Linked DNA regions of Mus musculus: all the other regions are linked to region 2. A link is a contact called in public HiChIP or PLAC-seq and Micro-C data. All regions are on one chromosome and are shown on one strand. Each heading gives the region's core, a stretch centred on a gene start, on an enhancer-like site or on the middle of the called end of the contact. The rest is flanking DNA. Distances are from core to core; before and after follow the strand shown.

Region 1 (3,879 bases), core at 1,265-3,764, 370 kb after region 2:
GAACTGAACTTGGGCCCTCTGGAAGAACAATGTGTGCTCTTAACCACTGAGCCATGACTTCAGCCCCCAAGGTGCTCTTTCTTGTTCAACTCCTGGAGCAGATCATGGTTATCATGGATTCTCTAAGTGTTCTGACTGTCGTTCTGCCCCCAAGATGCCCTTAAGCAAGTATTTTTCTTATAACTGATTGTTAAGTTCCAAAGTAAATTAGAAAGTAGGCATTGGAATTTCCAGAGCCCTACCTAAAGGCTCAGCTTTCAGTGTCCCACAGCGAGGAGCTATCTGGCTCCTAGATTGGGTGAGTTCAGTGTCTGACTTCCAGGAATTTAGATACGAATCTCTTGAGCATTATCCATAGATTTGAGAACAATATTTAAATGATAACAAAAGTCGTCAGATTCCTTTCCGGAGGCCTTGGTGATTGTCCGGGAGACAGAGATTGTGTTTTGGGATAGATTAGCTTGGTTTCCACCCTTCCAGGCACCACATTCTTTATTTCTTGTGTAGCTTTTCGGGACCCTTCTCACAATCCTCAACAGCCCGGCACGTGGAATGTCCCTTTTAGGGAGGACTGTCCTGTGTGCGGGGTAGCGGTGAGGCACGTGGCTCACGGGTTGCTCACCCCACATCCTTTCTTTGCATTTAGGATTTGTAACAGCCACCCAGCAATTTAGCTCCAGGAGAACAAATTACTTGGCTGATCTGTAAAAGCACAGTGAGGCCTGGGCTTGTCAATGCTTGCCTGATTTCCTGTGGTAATTGCAGGGTCAGCACAGACAGCCTTCTTAAAGGGCTTCTTAATTCAGACCTGTGGGCTCCGGGACACATCCCAAATTCATTTGTCTTTAAGGGCGGTTCCAGACACACCTGTGGGAAGGAACAGACACAGACTGGCTAATGTCACCTGCCAGGATCCATTCCTTAGTATCATATGCGCATCCCATAGTATCACAGGAAGTCACCTGGCTTGTGTCTTGTCGGCTGAAAGCCAATGACTATGCCATTTGTGAACATTCTGAACACGCTGTTGTTGTGCAGTTCGCCTTTGCCTCCCTGAGCTGGGCTTGCCTCCAGAGCTTTGCTGTTAAACTTTAAAAAGAAAGGAAAAGAAAATCTTCCTCACAATTACTTCCTGAAGTCATCCCATTTTCTCAGGTCCTGGACCACACACACATACACACCCTAAGAAGAAGGCTTCCTGCTCTGCCCTCGGGTTGGAGCTGAAGGCCTAGAAACGATGTATATGGCTGTATTTAGCAAATGTCTTAGTCTTCCTTAATCTTATTCTGTGCCCTGACATTGCTCTCTATGCAAGCTGCGAGCTGAGATTGTGTTTTGTATTCCCACCATAAGAGAATAGCCCAAGCTGCCATGTACAGAGTTCATTTCTTGTTCCTTACTCTCTCAGAGCAGAGTGGCCATTCCGTGTAATAAATGGCCCTGTGAACATGGTATGAGTGCCTACCTCACTGCAGTAGGAGTCCGCTCATTGATCTGGAGAGGTGGAGGTGAGAGTTTAGACTCACAGCAGAACTGAAGTCTGTGGCAGAGGGGCTGCTGTTGTGAGCATTTCCAGTTCTCTGCTGTTGTGAGCATTATCCGGTTCCCTTATGATGGGATGGATTGCTCATAGCCATTCTCTCAGGGTTTTTTTTGTTTTGTTTTGTTTTGTTTTGTTTCCAATAGCATCTTAAAATGTCACCCATGTGCTGTGATGTTCATCAGTTTGAGTGAAACTTGGTGTTTTCCAGTGAATACAAGGCTTATCCGCCCATCACAGCGATTCTACAATTTCCATTACTCAGCCCTACATCACCTGCTCGTGTTTGCTCCCCATTCCTCCCCCCTCTACTCCCCCAGTTCCAGGCAAGCAGTCCGCTCTTTCCGTCTGAATTCCAGACATTTCATACAAACGGACCCGCCCAGGTGTTACCCAAGCCTGTTCATGTTGATGCCCAGGTCAGCGCCTCATTACTTTTTATGGATGGATAACAGTCCACAGCATGGGACATTTGGGTTGTTTCTACTTTTTGCTGTTATAAATTTTGGGGTATACTCCTGTTAGGACACCCTGCACAGTGGGGGGTTCCCTTTTGACCCAGGATTAGGCACAAACCATACCCAAACACCTATTTCCTTTTTAAATATTATTTATTTATATTTACATGACTACACTGTAGCTGTCTTCAGACACACCAGAAGAGGGCATCAGATCTCATTACAGATGACTGTGAGCCACCATGTGGTTGCTGGGAATTGAACTCAGGACCTCTGGAAGAGCAGTCAGTGCTCTTGACCGCTGAGCCATCTCTCCAGCCCCCACACACCTATTTTCACAGAGATCCTATACAAAGCAGGGAAGAAAGTCAAGCGGCTGCCCTCTGGCTCAGGAGGAAGCAGCAGCATCAGACCTTGCAGGTGTCATTGTCACGGGCAGAGAGGGGAGGGCTGTGCTAGAATGGGCTGGCATGTGGTGGTGTGTTCTGATTGGGCATGTTAATTAGGTGAACCAAAGGGGGCTCTTGATTGCTGGACTCTGATACTTTGATAGCTGGACCTTGGTGGTCAGCCTTGGGAAGAGGAAATGGCCAAATACGGGAGTAGAAATTCAGTGATTCGGTGACTAGCTTCAGGAATGTAATTTTATCGGTTTTTTTTTTTTTAGCAAGGAAGAGGGAGTCAGGAAAAGGGCAAGGCCTGCTAGAGCCATCCATGCTGGCTGGAGTCCCTCAATATCTTTGAGTGGAGTTGTTAAGTCATGAGCCAGTTCTGAATTAAACTTCTGTTTAACTGTTTACATCTTATTTAGGCAGGTGTTAAGATCCCTGCAAGTCTCAAGGCCATCAGGGAAATGATCGGAGCCACTCGAGTGGGGTGAAGAATGAAATGTGGGTCAGCTCCACTTTAGCAGGCACTGGGTCAAAGGTGCACAGAAAAGCACAGGAAGGGGCGTGGCAAGGCCTGGGAGGATGCTCGGTTTCAAGGCAAGGGATGGTAAGATGATGGGAGATAGCGTGTGATCTGCCTGCAACCTGCCAGGAGAGCCACTGAGCATGTCCCTAGGCCACTGTCCTTCCCAGGCACCACCCCAGGTCACATGCATATGTTGCAGGGAAATATTTAAAAAAAAAAAATGGAGCCTGCTAACTCTCTGACCCCGCCAGGCCACATTCCCACTCCAGTACCGGAACTGGCGGGCCACAGCTATGTCCCAACGGAGTCCCGCCAGCTCTGTCTCACATTCCAATAACCAAATAGATCCGTCATCCTTGCGGTTTGATAACACAATACCCAGTACCCTGGTAGAATCATGACTCTTAAAGCTCAGTTAACCAATCAGATTTATGTATCAATAATATCACAATTTACAAGATGCCAATACAATAATTTCAGAGCCAATTGATAATGATAAAAGCTTTATCCCAATATTTCTAACCTTGAGAAATCATAGCTACTTGTGGCTGGTAAATGCCACCCGGGCACACGTCCAAAACCATCTTGGTTCTTCTCCTCCTACCCTGCCATGCTCCCTCTCTCTGCAACTCTTAGCTCCGCCTCCCTTTTCACTGTCCAATCACAGGCCTCCCACTGCCTTAATGTGATTGGACAGGGAAAATCCTGCAACGCATGCGCAAAGGAGCCCTGTTTTCATCTGCTTGGTTTTCTACCGATGTATGTGGGCCCTGGCAGTTGGCATCAGCAGATCGTGGGGATAGAGGGCAGTGGAAGGTGATTACTGAACTGTGTGAGAACATGCAGGTGTAGGTTCAGAGCGTGCCTCTGTTGTTAGGAGAAGCCACACGCAGCTTGAAGACATCCATAAGAGTAGCATAGGGCCTCCAGAGCCGGGCTTCGGCCGCCACACTGCACTCTGCTGGG
Region 2 (3,652 bases), core at 910-3,409:
AGATGTGCTGTGAGACTCCTCGGGTGTGGGGTGGGGTCTCTGTCTTCCAAAAGTTAGTTCATATGAGTTAGTTCATATAGTGTGTAGCATATGAGGACAGCTAAGACCACAGCACACACACACCCCACTTAGAATAGCACACATATGGTAGCATACCACAGTACTATTCTGGTCTGTCTGTTAACCGTACACGCTGCTGGCAGACGTTATTTAAACACGTCTGGGATGCCAGACTCTTCTTCAGAGCCACCGTTTCGGCTCCATTTTTCAAACCAACTCAATTTAATGGAGGACCGACATTTGTAGCGTCCCTTGTGCGCAGGGTGGCCACTAACCCAGCCACTGTCCGTTAGGTGTAAGTGGGAGCAGATTGACTGAGACTTCTGGGAATGCTGTTTTCTAGGGGGGAAGGGGGGAGAGGTTGTCTATCCTTCTTCCTTCAAGCAGATATGGCGCCTGGGGTGCTCTGCAGGCATTTGGTGGTGGTGGTGGTGGGGGGGGAAGAAAGGTCATGAGCAAGATGGCCAACCAAAAGACATGGGAGATGGTTAAGTAGATTCATCATATCCACTCTGGGGCATCTCCCTTTGGCCTTATCACCTGGCCATAAGTATTCCTGTGTTGTTAAAGCCCACACAGTCAGATTTCAGTTAAATGCCAGAAAATCAATTCTAAAGGACTTGAGACTATTTCTTTATCGGTATGGGTCATACTCACTTAACTAATCCTCGAGGGTTGAAAATGGTGTGACCTTACAAAAAAGAAAGCTTAATGAGGCTTTTATCCACACAGGAGACTATTTTCTGCAAGATAAATTCCTATACTTTTGAGCCTTTGGGTCAAAGGGTAGATGTATTCAGTTTTTTAAAAAGATTTATTTTTAATTATGCGTAGGTGTATGTGTCTTGGGGTGCGGGGTATGTAGGTACAGGCAGATAACTTGGATTCCCAAAGCAAGAGTCTCAGGCATTGTGGGTGCTGGGACCTGAACTCAGTCCTCTGCAAGAGTGGTATATAACCTTAACTGACGAGCCTACTCTCCAGCCATATCTTCAAATCTAATCAATACTGTTCAGTTTCCTGCTGGAGAATTCTTAATGCACAAGGGCAAGGGTCACTCAAATGACGGCTTCAAGACATATAGAATCCAAAGCTTGACTCTTTCAGATCATCTCCTGGAGAACGGTTTTTCTTTTCTTCCTTAGGAATAGAGGGGCTTCAACGGGTCCTTCAACCGAGAACAAGATACGGGAAGGCTTACTTCCTGAGAGAGGGATGTAGGGAAGAAAGACAGAGGCGGAACTGTGTGCTGTTCCTTTCCCAGGATTCCCCTCAGGGTGCACAGCAGGTGGGAATCACAGCTGCTTTCTCAGACTTAGATTACAGTTCCTGCAAACAGACTCTCTTCTTTCCTTTTCTGACCCAGCAGACTGCTAAGGCGATTAAACATATCTCTGCTCTCAGGTACCAAGTGTGGTGCAGCAAAGAGTTGGACATTGTAACAGTTAGAATTAAGGCCCTTAAAAAGGAGATTCTAAAGGGGCTAGAGAGATGGCTCTGTGGTTAGGAACACTGGCTGCTCTTCCAAAGGGCCTGGTGGCTCCCAACCATGTGAAAGTGCCTGGGAATTTCCAGGTCCTGGGAATCTGATGCCCCCTTCTGGCCTCTATGGGTATTGCATCCATGTGGTGCACAGACATTTATGCAGGCAAACGTTCATACACATAAAATAAAAATAAATCTTTGAAAAGAGAGAAAGAGGGGCTGGAGAGATGGTTCAATAGTTAAGAGAATTTGCCATGTCCTGCTCCACACATCCTTCTCTCGGGCTTCTTGACTCAGCTTGCGGCTCTGTGAATTTTCTTCTGCTCGCCCAGAGCTCTGTGGCAGGGGTCACCCTTCCCACCTGCCTTGCCAGGTCGCCCTCCCCAACACCCCCACTGTTGCCCCATCTCCCCTGTCCCCAGTCAGGTCCCGAGTGCTCCCACCTGCCCTCTCTGCCAGCCACTCATACCTTGGACTCTTTGAGGGTGACTGGAAAGGAGAAGCAAGACCGTGTCGTCATCTAACTTTCCTGTGAAACCCGCGCAGCCGCGGGTCCTAGCACAGAGTCTGAGTTCAGAGTTTACAAAGCTTCTGTTAACTGCTTCCTGCTCTTCCAGCAAGTTCTACAAACCGAACTACAGTTCCCTTCAGGCTTCTCGAACTCACTTCCGGTGCTTCTTGCAGGAAGCCCGAGAGAAGGATGGGTGGAGCCCCACTGGGCTTTCCCCAATTCAATCAGTTTATAAACTAAACTTCATTTCCATGGGGGCAGCTCTTTGAGCTCCCCGCACCCGGAAGTCTCCAGTGGCTCCAGAAGTCTCCCTTGGCACTATCCCATTTCCTTCGGCTCTTCAGCATCACACACATCATGCCTTCACGTCTGAGCTCCTCTCCAGCCTGCAAAATGATCAACAGATGGGGACCACTGTGTCTCCAGAGCCTACCTCATAGTAGGTGCTCAATAAGTATTTGCCGCATGAATGGCTCTTCCGGGGTGCGTAGTAAACACTTGGTAAGAGTAAGCTGAATCATCGAAGGTCCATTTCTGTTTAAGCCTTTATCAACTCAAAACAGGAATTTGACAATGACACCCCCTCCATATTGGCTGCAGAACACATCCAGATTAACTGTCACAAAGCGCCACACTCATCAGGTAACTCTAAAGGAAATTTATCCACAGCTTCCCAATAAATTCTGAGCAAACCTCCCGCCCTCTGTGGCTGGGTCAGGGCCTACAGAATTTCTGGCTTGGAGCCTGGGGTTGTGATGTCAGCCTTCAGGGTTTCTGAGAGCTGAGTGTCTGCCCAGTGCTGTTTGTTTGCAGAACTGGCTCCCTCTCCTAAGCGCCCTGTTTGCACAGGGGTGTTTGCAGCTAGCCGCAGCCTGTGATTAAATCGAAAGCGGCTTGGTGTTTGAACTTGGTCATTCCTGAAGGTCACCAGTGGGCGGTCTCCAGGAGGTCAGCAGCTGCATGCACGAGGCCTTTCAATGACCCCTAATTAACATCTGTACTTGGGAGGACAGAAAAGAAAAAGAGGTGGTGTTTGGCATGTGTCTGGGTGGCTGAGTTATGACACTTTCAAACTTTAAGTGGTTATCTGTCTGATAATTTTTTTTTTTTTTAATGAGGAAGCCCGCTGTCCTTGGGCCCAGAAATATCTGGGTCTGGCTTTTCTAGACATACAAGGTGCTGTCTCGGCAAATTGTGGCTGTAGCTTGTGCAGATGGGAGGTGACACACCACTGGCTGCTTTTCGGCCTTGGGTATAATTGTTGGTGCGGGTGTTGTCTATGGCCCTGTTTACAAGCCTCTGGCAGCCCCTGGCATTAAACACCCCTGGGCGCTTCCTCTGCCAGGATGTGTCCATCTGGAAACAGGTGGGGGAATTATACCTTGGCAACACACACACACACACACACACACACACACATACACACACACACAAGGCCTAGCTATTTAAGCTCTTTCTTCTACCGAGGAGGAAGTCAGGTGATAGCACAGACCTTTTGACACCGGCTCTCCGTCTGCACTCAACAGTGAGTTTGAGCAATTTCTGTAGCTTGTACAGCCTCTAATTTCTCCATCAGTCCGCTGCAGATGATACTCG
Region 3 (3,680 bases), core at 117-2,616, 280 kb after region 2:
AGTCTCTATTCTCTAGGCTTAATGTCTTCCCAGATCCTCCTGGCAGATCATCCTGAAACTTCCAAAATCTGTTCCAGCACAGCTTGGAACCCTTGCCAGTTTCTGCCTTTGTATCCATCTTGGTGGCTCCGGAGCCTGCTTGGCTTGTGCCTCTGTCTGCATGTCTATGTCCCACTGAAGACCTCTGGGGACAGAAAATGGTACAATTGCACCTTTCTCCACGATCCTGGCTTTGCTGATACCCCTACCAAACCCTTTCCATGGAGACTCTATCACCAAGGCCTTAGTGAATAAGCCCCTGCTCTCTGTGGCTCCAACATCACCAACACACTGGACCAGCCAAGTGTCATTGACCTCTGACTCTCTCCACTTCCTTTTTTTTTTTTTTTTTTTTTTTTTTTTCGAGACAGGGTTTCTCTTTATAGCCCTGGCTGTCCTGGAACTCACTTTGTAGACCAGGCTGGCCTCGAACTCAGAAATCCGCCTGCCTCTGCCTCCCGAGTGCTGCGATTAAAGGCGTGCGCCACCACGCCTGGCTATCCACTTCCTTTTTAGGTAAACAACATTTCATGGTTCCCTCCAAGATACACAGTTCTGGGCCCAGTGCCTAAGTGGTTTTGTGTGGTGGACGGATGAGGTCCTGAGTGAGAGAATATTGACTGGAGCCCAGCCATGTCAAGGACTCCAGTGCCTCAGACCCCTGGGGGTGACTAGGTCTTCTCCTGGTCCAGTACAGATGTGGACAGCATGCACCATACACATCAACCGCAGCTTCTTTCTCCAGAATGACTGCAGCCTGAGGCTGCTCCCTACAGAGACCTCCTACAGAGATTAGCTAACCTGCTCCTCAGGATATATAAGGAACATACTGGGTTTCCTGGCCATTGGTACAGCTCTGTTAGTGCCCAGCACCCACCCGATCTCAGTGTGGCTTCGTTCCCTGTCACCCCTATAAGGGCGATCCGAAAGCCTTGCATGTTGTAGCAGTCCTGGGCAGGTTCTTCACTCTCCAGTGGTCTGTACTCTCTCCTTAGAGAACTAGGGAAGACAACACTGGTTTATATGAGAAACATGTTGTATACCCTCAGCATGTGCCAATCACTGCCACCCACCTCTTCCCAGGCCAAAGGAGCGGTTGTCATAGAGGTGTGTGCTGGGTGGCTCCCATGGCGCTGACAATCTGGCCAGCACATGCACCACACAGCAGTGTTTACTTTCCAGTGTCAGCCTGGGAGTTCGCGTGTGTAAGATTTATTTGTGTTCCTTTATACTGTAGCTCTGACATTTGGGTCTTGGGGTATTATTAGCAAAGAACACGATTTCCTCATTCCATCTGAATCATGAAGGAAGCATTTCTCTGGGTCTGTCCCTACTAGGCTCTGCTGATCCCGTAGATTTGACTAGTCACGGAAATAAAACTATCTACCCAACATCAGCCCAGGACGAGAAATCTTTTTCAGAGAGCATTTTTTTTTTCTCAGTGGAAAATTTCAGAGGAATCCGTCTGTGCTGCAGGGTGCTCACACCATCTCCCCCCACTGAGGTCACACCTCCCCATGCCCAGGCACGGTCCCCCTGTGGTTTAGGCCCCACTCTGTGCAATTACAATGCTTATCTTTATGGTCCGAGCATGTGTTGTATTCATGCTCTGGGCCCATGATTCCCAACTCTCCTGCAAGCCCATTCAGGACCAAACTTTCATCCTTTTTGCATCCCTAGAATTTAGTATCTGGAACTATTTGTGACTGAGTTTCTATGTGGAGACAGGCACAGCGTATTTACTCAGCGTATGACCCAGCTGCTGGCTTGTCATGTGACTTCTAGGAAACCATGCAAGCTTATTCTGCCAACTCTAGGATGAGGTGAGTAAGCTTCGCCTCCCAAAGAAAGCCATTGCACGGTAGATGTAGATGTGAGCCCTCTGAGATGTACAAACTCACTGATGAATTCTTTCCAAACTGAGCAGTCTGCATGCATTCACACTATAGGAATAGCCTGAATGCAAAACAAGCCAGAAATAGCCCGAATGGGAAGCTGGTTAAATAAGCTGTGCTGTATCTATACAGCAAAGAGGGGGAACGAACTATGGATATCCATACAACATGGGTGGAAATCCAACTGCTGAGTAAAAAACTGTTCTTGAAAGATAGCACTGAGACAATGTGGATGCAGGAAAGGTAACACTAGCGAGGAGTTTCTGGGGATTCCTGAAAAGGTGGGATGCTAAAAGACAGTGGGAGGGATCCTGGATGCCGGGATACTAACTGTACAATGAATGATAATATCTGGTTGTGGATGGCAATATATGGGTTATCGATAGCAATATCCCAGGCATTGTGACATTGATCCCTCGGTATTATTTCTTGCAGATGGAGAAATTGTTTTTTTAAGCTTTTTTTAAAAATAGGTTTATTTATTATTATGTCTAAGTACACTGTATCTGTCTTCAGATGTACCAGAAGAGGGCATCAGATCTCATTACGGATGGTTGTGAGCCACCATGTGGTTGCTGGGATTTGAACTCAGGTCCTTTGGAAGAACAGTCAGTGCTCTTAACTGCTGAGCCATCTCTCCAGCCCCAGATTGCAAATTTGTACAAGTCTCAGAACTGAAACTTTAATTCAAAGACACACAGAGGAGTTATCTGGTCAGAGCAGAAGTTATAAATCACCAATTTAAGCTTACTGATTCCCCGATCATACCAGCTCATCGATCTGCTTTAGTTTAGTTGCTTTTATATGTCACAGTTCTCATCTATGACTGAATTGGACACTGGGAATCTCAAGACCACAAAATGGGAGGTCAAAGAACTGAGGTTTGGATTCCTGAAGCACAATCTACTCCAGTGTGACAGTCAGGATTTGGATGGAGACTCCTCTGGACATGATACACTACTAAGTATCAAGAGCATACAAGTCCAGGGTTCCTTTGGGGGCAAGGGAAATGTTCTGGAATTAGATATTGGTTATTGTTGAAAAGGATCTGTGGCTATTCAGCCATCCCTCCACATCCACAGATTCAACCAACCACTGCGCAAACATTTGTATCGATCATTTGCAGACGTTTCTCTTGTTATTAGTCCATGAACAAAAGACTGTATGCTTAGTAGTCCCACTTCATTAGGCAGTGTGTGTAATCTGCAGATGATTTAAGATCTAGGAGGGTATGTGTGCATCAGCTCTACGCAAAGAGCTGGCTGTTTTCTAATAAGGAGCCTCACTTTCTTGGACTTGGGTACCATAAAAGTTCTAGAACCAATCTCCTGAAAATAGCAAGGTACAATTGTACTATTAAAAAAACTTATTGGAAGGATGAATCTCATAGTGGGTAACTTCCATCTCCGTTTTCCCCACCTTTGGAGGGGGCGTGGTTTCGAGGCAGGGTTTCTCTGTATAGCCTCTGCTGTCCTGGAACTCTGTAGACCAGGCTGGCCTTGAACTCATAGAGGTCCACCTGCCTCTACCTCTCAAGTGCTGGGATTAAAGGCATGTACTACCACCACCCAGCCCACCTCCATTTTTAAAATCCCTCCTTCCCCCATGGTCTGGAAGTAAGCAATGGACCCCTGACTGGGGCAAGAAAGCCTTTAAAGAAGAGTTGGCTAAATAAAAGTGGGGATGATGATAAGGATGCCAGGTGACAGGATGGTCACTCAGGAGAGGACTGTCATAGGCATTGAA

Evidence for each region. A called contact is a pair of places that touch in the nucleus more often than the background predicts. HiChIP or PLAC-seq counts read pairs in DNA pulled down with a chosen protein or histone mark.
Region 1: a Micro-C map of embryonic stem cells shows a contact between it and region 2, with 2.3 times the contacts expected there. The contact joins the enhancer-like site here to the promoter of 2210417A02Rik in region 2. A contact is called at or near these places in 2 of 484 Hi-C or Micro-C datasets (embryonic stem cells and nephron progenitors) and 3 of 115 datasets of contacts at active chromatin or transcription factors (astrocytes, embryonic stem cells and pancreatic cancer cells).
Region 3: a FOXA1 HiChIP or PLAC-seq map of pancreatic cancer cells shows a contact between it and region 2. The contact joins the enhancer-like site here to the promoter of 2210417A02Rik in region 2. A contact is called at or near these places in 1 of 15 datasets of contacts at CTCF or cohesin (large pre-B cells), 3 of 484 Hi-C or Micro-C datasets (bone marrow-derived macrophages, cranial neural crest and nephron progenitors) and 4 of 115 datasets of contacts at active chromatin or transcription factors (embryonic stem cells, pancreatic cancer cells and stem cell-derived neural progenitor cells).

Annotation. Positions count from the first base shown.
Region 1 is chr5:148,371,301-148,375,179 of GRCm38.p6, reverse strand. The region is part of intron 1 of Slc7a1 (solute carrier family 7 (cationic amino acid transporter, y+ system), member 1); the gene reads left to right. Among named protein-coding and RNA genes, the nearest start is that of Slc7a1, 27 kb to the left of the region's middle. Within about 2 kb of position 2,514, at least 49 of the 459 cell types and tissues checked have an H3K27ac peak or open chromatin away from gene starts, as enhancers often do. A contact at or near this core is called in embryonic stem cells and pancreatic cancer cells, where this site is marked.
Region 2 is chr5:148,740,347-148,743,998 of GRCm38.p6, reverse strand. 2210417A02Rik (RIKEN cDNA 2210417A02 gene) reads right to left here and starts at 2,159. Exons shown (of 2, transcript NR_028285.1): 1 at 2,015-2,159; 2 at 860-1,264.
Region 3 is chr5:148,462,252-148,465,931 of GRCm38.p6, reverse strand. No RefSeq gene overlaps it. Among named protein-coding and RNA genes, the nearest start is that of Slc7a1, 64 kb to the right of the region's middle. Within about 2 kb of position 1,366, at least 23 of the 459 cell types and tissues checked have an H3K27ac peak or open chromatin away from gene starts, as enhancers often do. A contact at or near this core is called in pancreatic cancer cells, where this site is marked.